2 separate regions of the Rattus norvegicus genome follow, and region 2 is linked to region 1. Evidence: chromatin contacts called from public Hi-C data. All regions are on one chromosome and are shown on one strand. The core of a region is the stretch at or near the end of the contact, and the rest is flanking DNA. Distances in the headings are between cores, read along the strand shown.

Region 1 (3,132 bases), core at 377-2,876:
TTTGATTATATTGTAAAAGTACACACACACACACACACACACGAAAGAAAAAAAAAAAAAGGCCAGTGCGATGGGAGATTAACAGAGTGGGGAGAGTGATAGTAGATGACGTCCAACATGTATTTTTATATCAACAGCCTAACCCTTAAGCCAGGCAGCTGTTGGGCAAATCCGTGTTCTGGTCTTCAAAGGGCTCACTCATAACAGGAGCTGGTTTATCACTGTCAGAAGAGGGACTGGGCCTAATCCAGTCTCCTGCCTCCGATGCCAAGGACAGGGGTAGGGCACGGAGGTTTCCGTAACGATCTGCTGACAGTAACGCTTGAGAAGAGAACAGGAAGTATAGGCTTTGTTAAAGGAAGCCTGGGCGGGGTTCTCTGTTTTTGGGGCACTTATACTCAAGTCGTTACCATCTCCTCTAACGGAATCAGAGAGATAGGAGAACGAGATAGGAGGAACCGGTCACAGGCTTTACCCCATAAACCTCAAGAGGTTGGGGCTTGAGGGGTGGGTTGCAAGAGCTACACGAGGGCATCTGATGTAGATCAGAGGCAGGAAGGGGTGTTAGGAAGGCAGATAGATCTTTTAGGCTATGTACAGGTGAAGTTTTACCTACAGTGGGATGGACATTTCATTCCACTTTTGGAATAATTTCTTTTTTAAACACTCGTATCCTCTAAAGAGCTTGACTAGGGGCTCCCCTTCCCTCGGTAACCCTCTAGAAAGGATCAGGGCCACCTAGGAACTAGTTCTTTTGCAGTACTTATATATGACCACCAGGAACCGCTGCGTACAGCACACAGGAGGCGCGGGTTCTTGAGCCGCAGAGAGGCGGAAGCCGATTGGCTGCGAGGCGCGTCGAAAGGGCGGAGCCTGGGAGTCGGGAGTTGGGGGCTGGGAGCGCGCCCCTGGGCCAAACCTAGCGGGACCATAATCACTTCAGGCGGTTCCGGGTCTGTCATCCTAGTGCGGGGTTTCTGTCCAAACTGGCTTAACAGTGGAGCCCGGAGAGCAGCTCTGCGGCCCGGAGATCCGGATAGGGCAGTAGCTGTCACCGCCGCCGCAGGCCTGAGTTACCTGAGCAACTGCGTGTCAGGGGCCCGCCTGCAGGCGGGCGTTAGAGCGGGAGGCTGGGGTGCTCACGGCCGAGGCCGAGGCCCCATCCTTGTAGCGGGGCCGCGGTCCTGACGACCACCAGCGCAGGTCGGGCCCCAACGAGACCCCGCCATTTGCGGGGGGCTCTGGCGGGCGGTCTCCAACAGGTTATTCCGGGATAAGCCGGCTCTGGGGCGGGCCCGAGCTTCGCTGGGGGCCGGGCGGCGCGGGGCGGGCCGGCGATAGAGCACGCCCCCGCCCATTTCGGGCCCGCCCCGCGCCGCCCTCCCGCCCTCCCGGGAGCCGCTGTCCCGGGCCTGGCCCGTGCGCGTCCGCCTGCTGCACCGGGGGACCAGGAGCCGCAGAGGTACGGGACCCGGCGGGGGCGCTGACCTCGGCCTAGGAGTCTTAGGATCCTAGAGACATCGGTGTCTGCTAGGGCCTGTAGGTCGCACGCCGAAGCCCTAGCTGCTGAGGCTCACCGCTGGTCCGCGGGGCGAGGTCAGGTGCCCCCCTTCTCTCCTCCCTTCTCTCCCTCCCCCACCTCCGTGCGGGCGGGAGATTCTGCCCGCCTCCTCCCGCAGGGGTGCAGCAAGCTGCGGAGCTGACAGCGGCCCCGCAGCCACCCTGCTCAAACTCTCCGGAAGCAGCTAGAGCTCAGGCCGCCGCCGCCGCAGCTTCGGCGGACCCACAGTTGGACCGGAGACTCCGATCCTTCTGCGTCCAAACTTGGGGCACTTGACCTTCGGTTGTCGAAGGAGGTAAGCCCGCAGGTGGCTGGACAGCTGCGGCGACGCCGCGAGGGCATCTTGCTTTGGAACCGTCGTCTGCACTCCCCGACTCTGGGATTTGCTTCTGGGATCCAAAGGTGTCTACAGCAGGCGCATGTTGACCGAGACCTTCCGTCATGGATGTGTGCGCTCGTCTTGCCCTGTGGCTTCTTTGGGGGCTCCTTCTGCATCAGGGCCAGAGTCTCAGCCATAGTCACAGTGAGAAGAATACAGGAGCTAGCTCGGGGGCGACTTCTGAAGAGTCTACCGAAGCAGGTAAAGAAGGCCTGGCGGCGGGCTGGACTGGGTTGAGGGCTTAATTGACTCAAAACTGAGTGGTTCGAAGTGGGCAAGTTGGAATTTCCGCACATGTGAGATACACCATAGCACTGTGTAGTCTCAGTAGTCCAAGAAGTTCTTTCGTGTAGCAGTCATGCCTAATGTTAGTCTTTCCTCTGAGCAACTTTCCTTATCCCTCCTCTGGATGGTAGTGAGAAGCCTCTTGGGGACACCTTGACTCTTTAGATCAGTAAGGTTAAGGGCCCATTCAGGACTTCTTGTCTGAAAGAGTGGCTTTCTCAGATGTTAAAATCGCTTTTAGCCAGTTTTATCACTTGAGGTTTAAGAGGGTGGGTGGGTGGCGGTGGTGGGTTGAGGCCACTGGAGGTGGGCAGGGAAGATCAGGGCAGGGCTGGGTCTGTTTTTCTATAGCTTGGTGTTCAGGTGTGCCTTTCTGTTCTAACCACCGTGAGAACCGTAGTCCCTCCTTTCCCTTAGGAAATCTGTCTTTTGGTTGTGCCCGTGTGAAATATCAAGGCAAGTCCTTAGATGGAATCCTGTTTACCACTAGGGACTTAAATGGCCCTTTCTTGACTTCTCTGTAATAAAAAATCCTGGGACCACTTGTTGACTTAATCCGTTTCTTCTGACTGATGAGAGTAAGGGTTCCGTGTTATTATTTTTAATCTGTTCTTATTTTCCCCGTATACTTGTGGAGCCTCGCTCAGCAGCAGTAGCTGCGGCCAATACTTTCACAGTAGAAAGGAACCTTTAAAAAATATAATTAATTTACACAAAGCTTAGAAGTTCACCAGTTCTCTTTTTCTGTTTCTCACACCCTGTCACTGTGATCTGCCTCAGAGTGTAGCCTGAAGGGTTGGGTGCAGAAGAATAGTTAGGGTGTTTGAGGACAGGCACATTCAGTGAGGGGATGTCTCAGTGGGTATCTGATGATACGAGTAGGTGAAGGATATAAATCACCGTGGGT
Region 2 (3,132 bases), core at 167-2,666, 150 kb after region 1:
AAATCTGGCTTCATGGTCTTATTTATTAGCAGTAGAATAATAATAATGGCCAATGTAAGATTTAAAGCTGGTGACTGTGGTTTCTGTTGGCCCTGACTAGCTCAGAGCTACTCAGCCAGCAGAGTAGAGAGGCTATATGCTGAGAGCTGGTGGCTCCTGTTTTCTTCCTCTTGCGGTAACTTAAGGCCTGTTGGCTGGCACCTCCTTGCCTCATCGCCTCCAGATCGCTACATTGTTCTCCAACCCCATCAGGCTGCACAAGGCCCAGGAGGAGCACCGAACAGTGGAAGTAGAGAAGGTCCACCTGGAGAAGAAGCTGCGTGACGAGATCAATCTTGCCAAGCAGGAAGCTCAGCGGCTGAAGGAGCTGAGGGAGGGTACCGAGAATGAGAGGAGCCGCCAAAAATATGCTGAGGAAGAGCTGGAGCAGGTAGGAGAGTCTACGGGATGCCTCGGGGGTTTCGTAAAGGGCAGAGGACCAGGGTCTGGTGGGAAAGCTTCATCTGTGAACATTTTGAAATATGGTTCAAATCTTTCTTCTGGACTTACCAGTAATATTAATGGTAAAGCTATAAAAAATGGTTTCCATAATTTTCAAAGAATGGCAGATAGCGGGGGGATAAGAGTGGTTTTCCTCCCCTCCCTTTTTCATTGAGGTATTTATATCAAGTGAACAAATCCTAAGTATTGAGCTGGTTTTTACATATGGATAGCCTGTGTAAGCACCACTCAGAAAGCTCACTTTTGCTCTTGTCAAATTTTCCTCCAAGAGTAACTATTGTCATAGCCTGCAAACCAGATTAGTTTTGCATGTTTTCAAATTTTATAAAAATGGCAGTGGGGATGGAAAGAAGGCTTAGCAGTTAAGAGATATTATGTATGCTTGGGCTACAGGTGACCTAGGGAGGAATTCTATTAGAAGCTCTACCTCTGGTTGACTAAGGGGCCAGTGTAGACAGAGGCAGAAATCACTAAGCAAGGACTCTAGGTTGCGGCTCTGTGGTTCACAGAGTCCCCTTGATAGAGTGAGAAGACTTCAGAGCCTGGTCTGTTATTTGCCATGCCATTTCTGTACATTGCCATGTGTGTCTTTGGACTCAAGTGTGGAAAGAGAGATCAAGTTTCTCTGGAAAGCTTCCAGTGTTGCAGGAAGCTTGGTTCAGTTCAAGGAAAGTGGGGGTTGGGTGTATGGGGGTGGGGGGAACCGGCCAGAGAGTGGAGGTGCAAACTCGACAGGTGTGCCTGTAGCTGGGTATAGACTCTGAATGGCTGGTGGGCATAAGCCTGGACAGCCAGCTTGGTGACTGTCAGCAGTGGGCCCTGCGGTAAGCAGAAGAATGATGCTGATCTGGGTGAGGTGGTACAGATGGGCAAATGGGGACTCACAGCTCCTGCTCCAGCATGTGCCCACGTGATGAACCATGTCTTAGCTTGTTTTCCTTCTAGTTGAGTCTGGCAGCCAGGACCTTGTAGATTTCTGGCCGGGGTAGAGTTTCATCTTAAAATGTTTTCCTAGCTCCTAGTGCTACTTGCAGCTATGCTCTTGCTCAGGAGAGCTTGGGATTTGGGGCTTCTGGGGACTGCCACGATTCTCTCATTTTGACTACAGTTGAGTTCAGTTGTTTGAGGCTATGTTCTGAAGAACTAGGCTTAAATCTACCTTTACCCTAGGCCCACTGAGCTGGCCCTTTCCACCCTCAGGCTCTCACACTCTGCTTCTCCCCAACCCACGTTTTTAAGTAAGAAGAGATCCATAAGTCAAATGATCGTATATATAAAACAACATTAAAGAAGTGAAAATTAAAATCACAATGACATACCATTACAGCTACCAGAATGTCTAAAGTTAAAATATAAAGGTCAGGGATAGGTACAACCCTTGTAGGAAACAATTTAACTTTTTCCTACCCTCTTTCTCTATCCAGTGCTGTAGATCACACTTGGCTTTTATACATTAGCAAATACTCTACGACTGAACCATATTCAGAACCTTGTTTGATGGTTTCTACTGAAGCTAATAAGTAAATGCTTTATTACTATATACCCAACAGAAATGAGCCAAGACTGGCTGTTTGGCCAGTATAAGCTAATGTGCTAGCAAAGAGTGTTCTGGAGAGAAAAAGTCTCCATTTGCATTTTCTTGTCACTATTGACAGTGTGATCTTAAGTAGGCTGTTTTCTTCTCTGTGCTTACTTCCTTGTATGTGAAATTCAGGGGGAAATCTTTGTCATTTCTTCTTATTGCAAGAGCTGTGAAGCAGGAGTGGACTCTAGAGGTGTGGAGCATTGTGCAGAGGTGTTGGGGAGGATGTTAACACTGACAGACAGACTCACACTCTCACGTCCTCTCAGGTTCGGGAGGCTTTGAGGAAAGCAGAGAAGGAGCTGGAATCACACAGCTCCTGGTATGCTCCTGAGGCCCTGCAGAAGTGGCTGCAGCTGACACATGAGGTGGAGGTGCAGTACTACAACATCAAGAAGCAAAATGCAGAGAGGCAGCTGCTGGTGGCCAAGGAGGGGGTGAGGCCTGCTCTCCTGTGGGCTCCCTTCTCTCTCTCCTCCCCGCTCTCTTCTGTCTATGTGCCCCTCCCACCATTCTTCTCTACTTTACCCTGTCCTCCCTTTGAGGGAAGAGAGAAATGGGCAGTGGACTCTGTTTCTTTTTCTAACATACACTGCTTAACGATTACTGAAGTGTTTGGAGGAGAGACTGAGGGTCTAGGCTGCTCTGTTCTGTCTTCCGGGTGTGATAAGGCAAATAGGAGGGGGTAGAAAAGCTGAAGCAGCTCTCCTGCTGGAAAAGGCTTCCAAGAGAACAGAGGTACTTTGCGGGTTTGACTAAGACTGGAACCTTTTTCTTGCACTTCTTCACAGGTTCCTGAGGTCTGCCCACTTCCTCCCCTTACCTTACTTCTCACTTCACTCCTTCCCTCTTTCTCTTCCTTCTTCTTGTGAAACTTAAGTTGTGTTAGGAGGATGGGGACCCAGCCATGGGAAGGCTTCATTTCTTCCAACCATGAACCTGTACTCTCTTTATGTTGGGGACTTCATCTTGGCAGGCTGAGAAAATAAAAAAGAAGAGAAACACGCTTTTTGGTACCTTCCATGTGGCCCACAGCTCGTCCCTGGATG

Evidence for each region. A called contact is a pair of places that touch in the nucleus more often than the background predicts.
Region 2: a contact with region 1 is called in a Hi-C map of kidney, with 6 times the contacts expected there. The contact joins the enhancer-like site here to the promoter of Stim1 in region 1. A contact is called at or near these places in 11 of 12 Hi-C or Micro-C datasets (the A7r5 cell line, the Rat2 cell line, Schwann cells and 6 more) and 1 of 1 datasets of contacts at active chromatin or transcription factors (oligodendrocytes).

What each region holds. Positions count from the first base shown.
Region 1 is chr1:166,066,588-166,069,719 of GRCr8, forward strand. Stim1 (stromal interaction molecule 1) reads left to right here and starts at 1,627. Exons shown (of 12, transcript NM_001108496.2): 1 at 1,627-2,141. The coding sequence starts at 2,003.
Region 2 is chr1:166,216,610-166,219,741 of GRCr8, forward strand. Stim1 (stromal interaction molecule 1) reads left to right here. Exons shown (of 12, transcript NM_001108496.2): 7 at 253-430; 8 at 2,353-2,520; 9 at 3,060-3,132. Among named protein-coding and RNA genes, the nearest start is that of Rrm1, 18 kb to the right of the region's middle. Within about 2 kb of position 1,417, at least 1 of the 93 cell types and tissues checked has an H3K27ac peak or open chromatin away from gene starts, as enhancers often do.